Regions from separate parts of the Sus scrofa genome. Here region 1 is linked to region 2. A link is a contact called in public promoter capture Hi-C data. All regions are on one chromosome and are shown on one strand. Each heading gives the region's core, a stretch centred on a gene start, on an enhancer-like site or on the middle of the called end of the contact. The rest is flanking DNA. Distances are from core to core; before and after follow the strand shown.

The links. Promoter capture Hi-C pulls out the DNA fragments that hold promoters and counts their contacts.
Region 1: a promoter capture Hi-C map of liver shows a contact between it and region 2, with 3 times the contacts expected there. The contact joins the promoter of LOC100626731 here to the promoter of LOC100738134 in region 2. A contact is called at or near these places in 2 of 5 promoter capture datasets (fetal liver and liver) and 2 of 47 Hi-C or Micro-C datasets (embryonic fibroblasts and heart right ventricle).

The regions. Positions count from the first base shown.
Region 1 is chr13:27,826,080-27,830,044 of Sscrofa11.1, forward strand. LOC100626731 (zinc finger protein with KRAB and SCAN domains 7) reads right to left here and starts at 2,282. Exons shown (of 2, transcript XM_013990091.2): 1 at 2,196-2,282.
Region 2 is chr13:27,928,742-27,932,519 of Sscrofa11.1, forward strand. It overlaps LOC100738134 (zinc finger protein 502), which reads left to right and starts at 2,148. Exons shown (of 3, transcript XM_021071740.1): 1 at 2,148-2,274. The coding sequence starts at 2,199.

The DNA of each region.
Region 1 (3,965 bases), core at 1,032-3,531, 100 kb before region 2:
GAATGGGAGCATGTATGGGGAAACAGGAGGCAATTTGGAAGAGCTCCCAGTGGCCAAAGAAAGACTAAGGTCAGCCACAAAATAATTAACATTACACTGCATTATAACCAAAAAATAAACACCCAACATCACATACCCACGTATGATATAATTAAATTAAGTTTTTAAATGGGAGAGGAGGCACAACTCTTCCTCACAAAGATTTCCAGTTAATACATGTAGAAGAGAAAACAGAAATGAATGGCACCTAGAAGAACAACACAGCAATAACTGCTGCACACAAGATCCGCCAAAAAATGCTAATTAGTGGGTGAAAGTTGAGGAGAAAGGCTCTTTCTATGCAAAGTCTCAAAGTAAGTGATAATTCCTCAAAATAACTAATAATTACAAAGGAAAGACAGTAATTTTACAGCGAGGAAACTTGCCAAAAATAGTGGATCAAGATTAAAACTACCAGTAAAAAGACATTTCGACATCATCCTCCATTTCAGAAGAACACCTGACAAAACCAAAATATTCCCATCTTTTCAGCTTACTTTTTGAACCAAAATTTGTCTGCCTTTCTTCAGCATTAAAGTCAACATGTAAAAGCAACCTCATTTGCCAGTCTCTGAATAGTACACAGATGTATACATGTGTATAACAAAACCACCACCTCTTTGTAAAATAAACAACCTAACATCAAGGAGTTTTCAGCTTGGAACTTGAGACAACTTGAAAGAGGACTGTGTTCTTTTCCTTGCCACCACTCTTAGAAAGGAGAACATTCTCTTATTTCTTAAGTCTATACAAGTCAAAAGACAGTAGAGTGGTTTTAGGTTAATGCTGTTACTTGTGCTTAAAAACTGCATTTTAGGGAGTTCCCGTTCTGGCTCAGTGGTTAACAAATCTGACTAGGAACGATGAGGTTGCGGGTTCAATCCCTGGCCTCGATCAGTGGGTTAAGGATCTGGTATTGCCATGAGCTGTGGTGTAGACCGCAGATGCAGCTCAGATCCCACATGGCTGTGGCTGTGGTGTAGGCCAGCGGCTACAGCTCTGATTAGACCCCTAGCCTGGAAACCTCCATATGCCGCGAGTGCGGCCCTAGAAAAGCCAAAAAAAAATGCATTTTATATATACTAGCCTCTCATTTTGAAAAGAAATATAATCACCTTTGCTATTTTTCCACATAATGTCATTTGCTCAGCATTTACTGCTTCATGTAATGTGTATTATACAAAACAAACTGCAAACTAAATGGTGTGTTTTTTGTCTTTGTTTTGTGTTTTTAGTGCCGCAGCTACCACATATGGAGGTTCCCAGGCTAGGGGTTGAATCAGACTGTAGCCACTGGACTATGCCACAGCCACAGCAACATCAGATCCCAGACACTTCTGGGACCTAACCACAGCTCAGGGCAACACTGGATCCTAAACCCACTGAGCAAGGCCAGGGATAAAACCTTCATCATCATGGATGCTAGTCGGATTCGTTTCCTGCTGAGCCACGATGGGAACTCCAACAAAATGTTTTAATTATACTTGCAAATATATGTCCCAGTGGTGTCATAATGCTGGTACCAATTTTAACGAATATATGAACAAAAGCATTCCAGAAGTTCAAGATATAATTTTCAAAAATCAATAATATGAATGTACTTAATGATACTGAATTACACACTTTAAAACAGCGTATAAACAGTATACATGAATAGGCTAAAATAGTAAATTTTCATGGATCATACGGTAAATGTCATGAACATATAATCACAGTATTGTTTTATTACGATACTAAAAAAAGTTTTTAAAAGAAATGTATGACCCTATTTCATAATAAAAAACATATGTACGAGAGTTTGCATAATCATGCACAAATTTTAAAAGGTGTCCAGGAAGCCTCCAGAGGAAAACATTAAATGATTGCAGTTACTTTTACTTTTCTTGCGCTCACCCACGTCACCCAATTATCTGTAATGAGTACGCTTTGTTTTCATAATTGGGAGAAATGCTAAAACACAGAAACCCTTACTCCAAATTCTCTCCCCCTGTTCCAAAGCGCAGGCAGCTACGTCTTCATCTAGGCAGGTTGGGCTCCCAGGCCAGACCTTCGCCCCAGGAGCAGCCTCCCGCGGAGCCTCCCTCTCACGCCTCACCCCAAACTCCCCCGCCCACAGGGCAGCCCCCAACGCGACCCTCTCCCCGCCAGCCGCTCACCGCCTCCCCGGCTGGGAGACTCTCAGTCGGCTAACCAAAAGTGGCAACCCCCGCCAGTCGGCCGGCGCTTAGCTCTCCCCTGGCCCTAACGCGCAAGCGCGTCGGCACCGAGCGCTTCCAGGCCTCTCTAGGAAGCTGGGAGGACCAACGTCTTGGCTTCTCCCCCAGGATCCAGGGCCAAGTCCAGGGGCTTAGCCCCACAGCCCACACACTTAACTCGCGGGATTCCTGCCTTCTGTTAGTGCCCCAGAGCCCTATCAGCCTTGGCCTGTCTTCTCACATCCCTCTCAATGACTGTGCAGGATTTCCCTCTGGGGCTTCCTCCCCCAAGGAAAGAATGGGATCAAAACACTTAGGGATCCCTGTTACTGACCAAGGTGCTTAGGCTTCCTTAATCAATAGAAACCGATATGAGGTCAGACAAATTCAGGCAAGTTTTTATTTGGGCCCATGCTGCAGCAGATGGGGGGGCGGGGGGCAGAGCGAAAACAAGCAACTTTGCTTACTCCTGGAGAAGGGGGCAAGATGGGAGGATGGCTTAGGTGTCCTGCCAACCTCCTGGGGGGGGGGGCGGGGGAGCTGCTGTATGCTGGAGGCTTGGGTGGTACTCTGCTGTTGCTCAGGCTCTTAAAAGTGGCAGTTGGGTTTTTTGGTCTTTTTTGTATCTTGTTGTCCATCTCTTGCTCCAACTGCCCTTGCATGGTTATTTTTAGTCCCATATAATTTCTTTGTTTTTTTTTTTGTTGTTGTTGTTTTTGTTCTATTGCTAGAGGAGATGTTTGAGTAGATTATGGACAACAAGATACAAAAGATACAAAAAGACCAAAAAATCCAACTGCCACTTCTGAAGAGCCAGGAGCTAAAGCAGGATGCTATGTATGCCCGCTGCACACACCACCATGAAAGTAAACTACCTAAGCCACCCCTCTGACCCAAACCCTGGACCTGCCCCTACCTTCACCTCATGTAAAGAACAGGCTCACCTCCACCCTCAGGGAAGCCTCCCATAGTGCTGCTCAGATTTTCTTAAGACATGGCCGTGGGCTTACCTCAATGTGAGTGATCTCAGAAAGAGCTGAAATGTATACTCAAGGCCTTTGGAAATGACACATCATCACTTCTGCCTTATTCTATTTGTTAGAAGCAAGTCACTAAATCCAACCCCCACTAATGGGGAAGGAAATTAAGTTCCATCTCTTGAAGGTACAAGTAGCAAAAAATTGTGGACATATTTGAGTCTGATCAACATATTCTAGATTAGTCAACAGTGGTGAGAAGGATTTCGGTTTCAAGTAATTCTGCATGTTGGATAACCTGAAAATGAGCCCTCCTGCATGGAGATGGAGAGATTGAAAATATGAAAGAGATTTAAAGAGACATAGAGGAAGGAATGCAAAGGTCTCATTTATTAGAAACTACAGAAAAGAATAAGATATAACTGGGTATGTTTAAAGATAGAATAGCTGGTAATTTGCCAAAATTGTTGAAAAGCTGGAATCCTTAGAATGAGAAGTTCCTAGAGTCAACATATCCCAAAGAGGATAAATAAATATAAATCTACACCTAGAGACATTAGAGTGAAATTGCAAGACATCAAAGGTAATAAGGAGATCCTATAATCAAACAAAAATAAAAGGACTTCCTACAAAGTAACTACAATTAAACAGACAAAGTATTTCTCAACAAGACAATAGAAGCCAGAAGATAATGCAGTGTCTTCAAAATGCTTTAAAATAGGGTCAGCAAAATACAGTCTGTAATGGAATATGA
Region 2 (3,778 bases), core at 898-3,397:
CCAGAGTTCCCAGAACTGTGTCCCTATTCTTAATGCTATCTAATCTTGGGATTCAGTGTTAGTAATTCCACTTGCCTGCAGCTCTAAGCCACATTTGCCAATATCAGCTTTTCAGGAATAAAGATGCTATACCGGTCTTCATATAGTTTATTTGTCAATTGAGCAGAAAATTACACTAACAGCTAACACTTATCTAGCTAACACTTTACACACATATTTTTAATTCTAAAAACCTCACGATAAAATAGATACTATAGCATTAACCCATTCTACATATAGGAAAACTGAGGCACAGAGAGGTCAAATAACTGCTGGTGGTGGAGGCAGTCTGGCCCCAGTGCTATGCTGCTTCTTAAAAGAGAGGTGTTTCTTGGGTTTGCTCAAATCCCAATACAGTCTCATATTCCCCATCTAGAATATAAAGGTGACTCTATTTTTTTTTTGCTATATATTACTGTTTTTATTTTCTTCACCTTGTTCAGGTATTGAGACCAATGTTGAAAAGGAGGATTTGATTCTGGAGGAAACTGAAAAAATTATTCAGCAAACTCCAAGTTGAGATTCCAGAGGGCTGTACAGTGGGGAAGCCAGAGAAGGCGGAGGGCCAGCAGGGCAATCTGAAGAGTCTGCAGATGAGTAGATGAGGATAGACTTATTAATGACTTTTTTTCAATTGCAATTTTTAATTCAAAGGGAATACAATTCAGGAATTTATTGATTTAATGTATGTAGAATCTTTATATGATTGATGCTACAGATAGAGTTGTGCATAATCATTCTTCTTACCTCTTTGTTTTTCTTACCTCTTTTCAAGTACCTCTCTTGTGAATGAGTGTGTTTTCATTTTATTCTGAAAAAGTAGGCCCAATGCAAGACTGATGACTGATATATTTTTATTCCAGAGGGCATGTTATTCTACTTCCTTGCATGGTACATTTCTAATCTTGTTCCCTTTTCATCAAGGTGTACATGAAAGGGAAAAAAACTTTCTTGCCTGCAGCAAGAATCGCTATACATGTACTAAGTTCCGCAAGGCCTTCAGCCAGAGCTCCACTGTCATTGTGCACCTGAGAATTCACCAGGGGGAAGAGCCATGTGGGTGTTGGGGGAGTGTGGGAAGGCCTTCATGTGCGGCTCCCACTTGATCTAGCACCAGACAGTGCACAATGGGGTGAAGCCAGCCCTACTTGTGCCCCTGAGTGTGGCAAGGCCTGCAGCTGAAGCCTTTGCCTCCTGGTATCCTGTTGGAGCCACTCAGGCATGCAGTCCTATCCTTCTCCCCAGTGTGGGAAGGCCTTTGGCCAGAGCTCCCACCTCCTCTTCCACCAGACTGAGACAGGCTGGGATCTGGGATCCTTTGCTTCAGTGCTTGCCGCTGGACAAACATCTTCTGGAGCAACAAAATAAACTACAAGGGACTGAAAATAGTTGGGTGCATGCACACTTGGGGCAAATTATGGCAAGATAAAAAAAAGCAAAAACCCAACCGCCACCGGAGCAAAAGGGTATTGGGAGCAAAAGCAGGGTATTGCACAGGCACCCTGCACACACCACCACCAAAGGGGTGGGCAGCCCTCCTAAATCATCCCTCCTTCCCTATCCTGGATCAACCCTTGCCCTCACTCCATATAAGGAACCAGTTCAACCCCCCTTGGGGAGGGAGCAAAGGAACATGTAACTTGTTTTCCCTCCCTCCTACTGCTGCAGGTGCCCCAAATTAAGCCTTTCCTGCATTTCTTGTCTGGCTTATCAATTTCTATTGAATGGAAAGGTGGAGAACCCTGGCTGGTAACAGGACCACTCATGCCTGGAAGAAACACCAGCTGGTTTCCTTGGTCAGAGCCCATTGCTGAGGTCAAGGTTCTTAATCAGGAGCTTTTTTTAAAAAATAATAATCCCTTACTGATATGGCCCCTTCTGACCCCCACCTAGCACTCTTTCCAACCCTAACGCCCCCGTCTACAGTTTTCTTGTGGCATCAAGTGATCACTGTGTTCTGGGCCAAAGCGGTCTTTCATGGGACAGCGAGAATGCCACGTGGCTTGGAGAAAAAACAGTCAGGGATCGCCTTCTCTACGGTTGCCATAGAGATGCTCCTCCCAATTCCTAGAGAGGCAGTCACAGGCGGCTCTAGATGCGATCCACGGGGCCGCTGGTGACGCACTACCGGCCGCGCCACTGCTCTTACGGCCCGGCGGATGAGCCTGCGCCGTAGGTTTTCCTGTACGTCTGGAAGCCTGGTTGCCGCCCCGCGGGGAGCGCCCGGACCTCACGGTGAGCGGGCGGGGCCCAAGTGAGGGGAAAGTAGTGGCTCCTGGCCCGCCTCCACCGGGGCGATGGGCACAGGCTTGTGTAGGAAGCCCACCAGGACGTTGTTCTCCCCGGATTGCTGCCTCTGCCGGCGGCCTGACCTGTCTTGCAGCTTCATCCCTGCACTCTCCAGGCCTGGCACAGAGGACACGCCTAAGGATGGTGGAGTGAATGAATGAATGAATGAATGTTGATTGAGTGGGGGATAAATGATCAAGAGCTAGGACCCATGTTCGAAACGAAATCCCGGCAGCCATAGTTCTTCTGAATACCAGCCACTTCCCTCAGCTGCAGCTCAAACTGACTTAAGAGGAGAAGGCAAATAGTGTAAAGAGCACTGGCTAGGAAGTCTGGAGACCTGGGTTATAATTCCCCAGGGTACAGAGGCGATTTCTTCATCTCTAAAGTTGGACTGTCACTGCCTTCTTTTCTCTACAAAGCTCAGTTCATGGCATGTACATGTTAGCACTTATGAAAACGTTAATGTCTAACAGAAAAAATTTACTATCCATTACTTGCCAAATATTACATATAATTTAGAGGTGGGAATACAAAGTGAGTGACCTCGGAGCCTTGCCAAATGGGAAGAGGCTTCCATTGTAGTGTTAGAACATAGATATGTCAGCAGATTTCTGTGATAATTTAAGCCACTTTTATTTGTCACTTACCATGTACCAGGCACTGTTTGAAGCAGTTGTGTACTAACTAGTTTTTAATGAGGAAATTGAGGTGCGGAGAGACTAGATGGCTTATACAAGGACACATTGCAGCTAAGTGACCCAAGGCAGGAAAAGATGCAGCAGCCTGGATGAGTTCATTACCTAGGGCCGACAGGCAAGTCAAGAAGGGCTTCAGGAGTTCCCACTGTGGCTCAGCAGGTTAAGAACCCGACCTAGTATCTATGAGAATGCAGATTCAATTCTTGGCTTTGCTAAGTGGGTTAAGGATCAAGCATTGCCCCAAGCTGCGTAAGTTGCGCAGATGCAACTAGGATCTGATGTTGATGTGGCTGCGGCTTAGGCAGGCAGCTGCAGCTCCAATACAGCCCCTGGTCCGGGAACTTGCATTTGCCGCGGGTGTGGTCCTAAAAAGAAAAAAAAGAAAGAAAATGATAATTGTAAAAAAAAAGAAAGACTTCAGAGAAGGTACATTTAAGTGTGGTCTTATTGAAAGAATTGTGGTTTCATATTTTTGAAGAACCCCACCTGACTCTTCTAGAATCCATCAGCAAATTCTAGAGGGGTAGGGCAGTGGCAGCAGGGTGAAAACTTACAAGACATGAGAAGGAAACTGGATCCCTGTTAGTTTTAGCAAGATGAGGGTGGAAATATATATACACACACACACACACACACATACACATGCATACGTACACATACATACACATCCCTTTCCATAATACCTATTTCCTCCAGTGTAGATTCAGATAGGTCCTTTTAGCATTTTAAAATCACCAACAGATTATTCC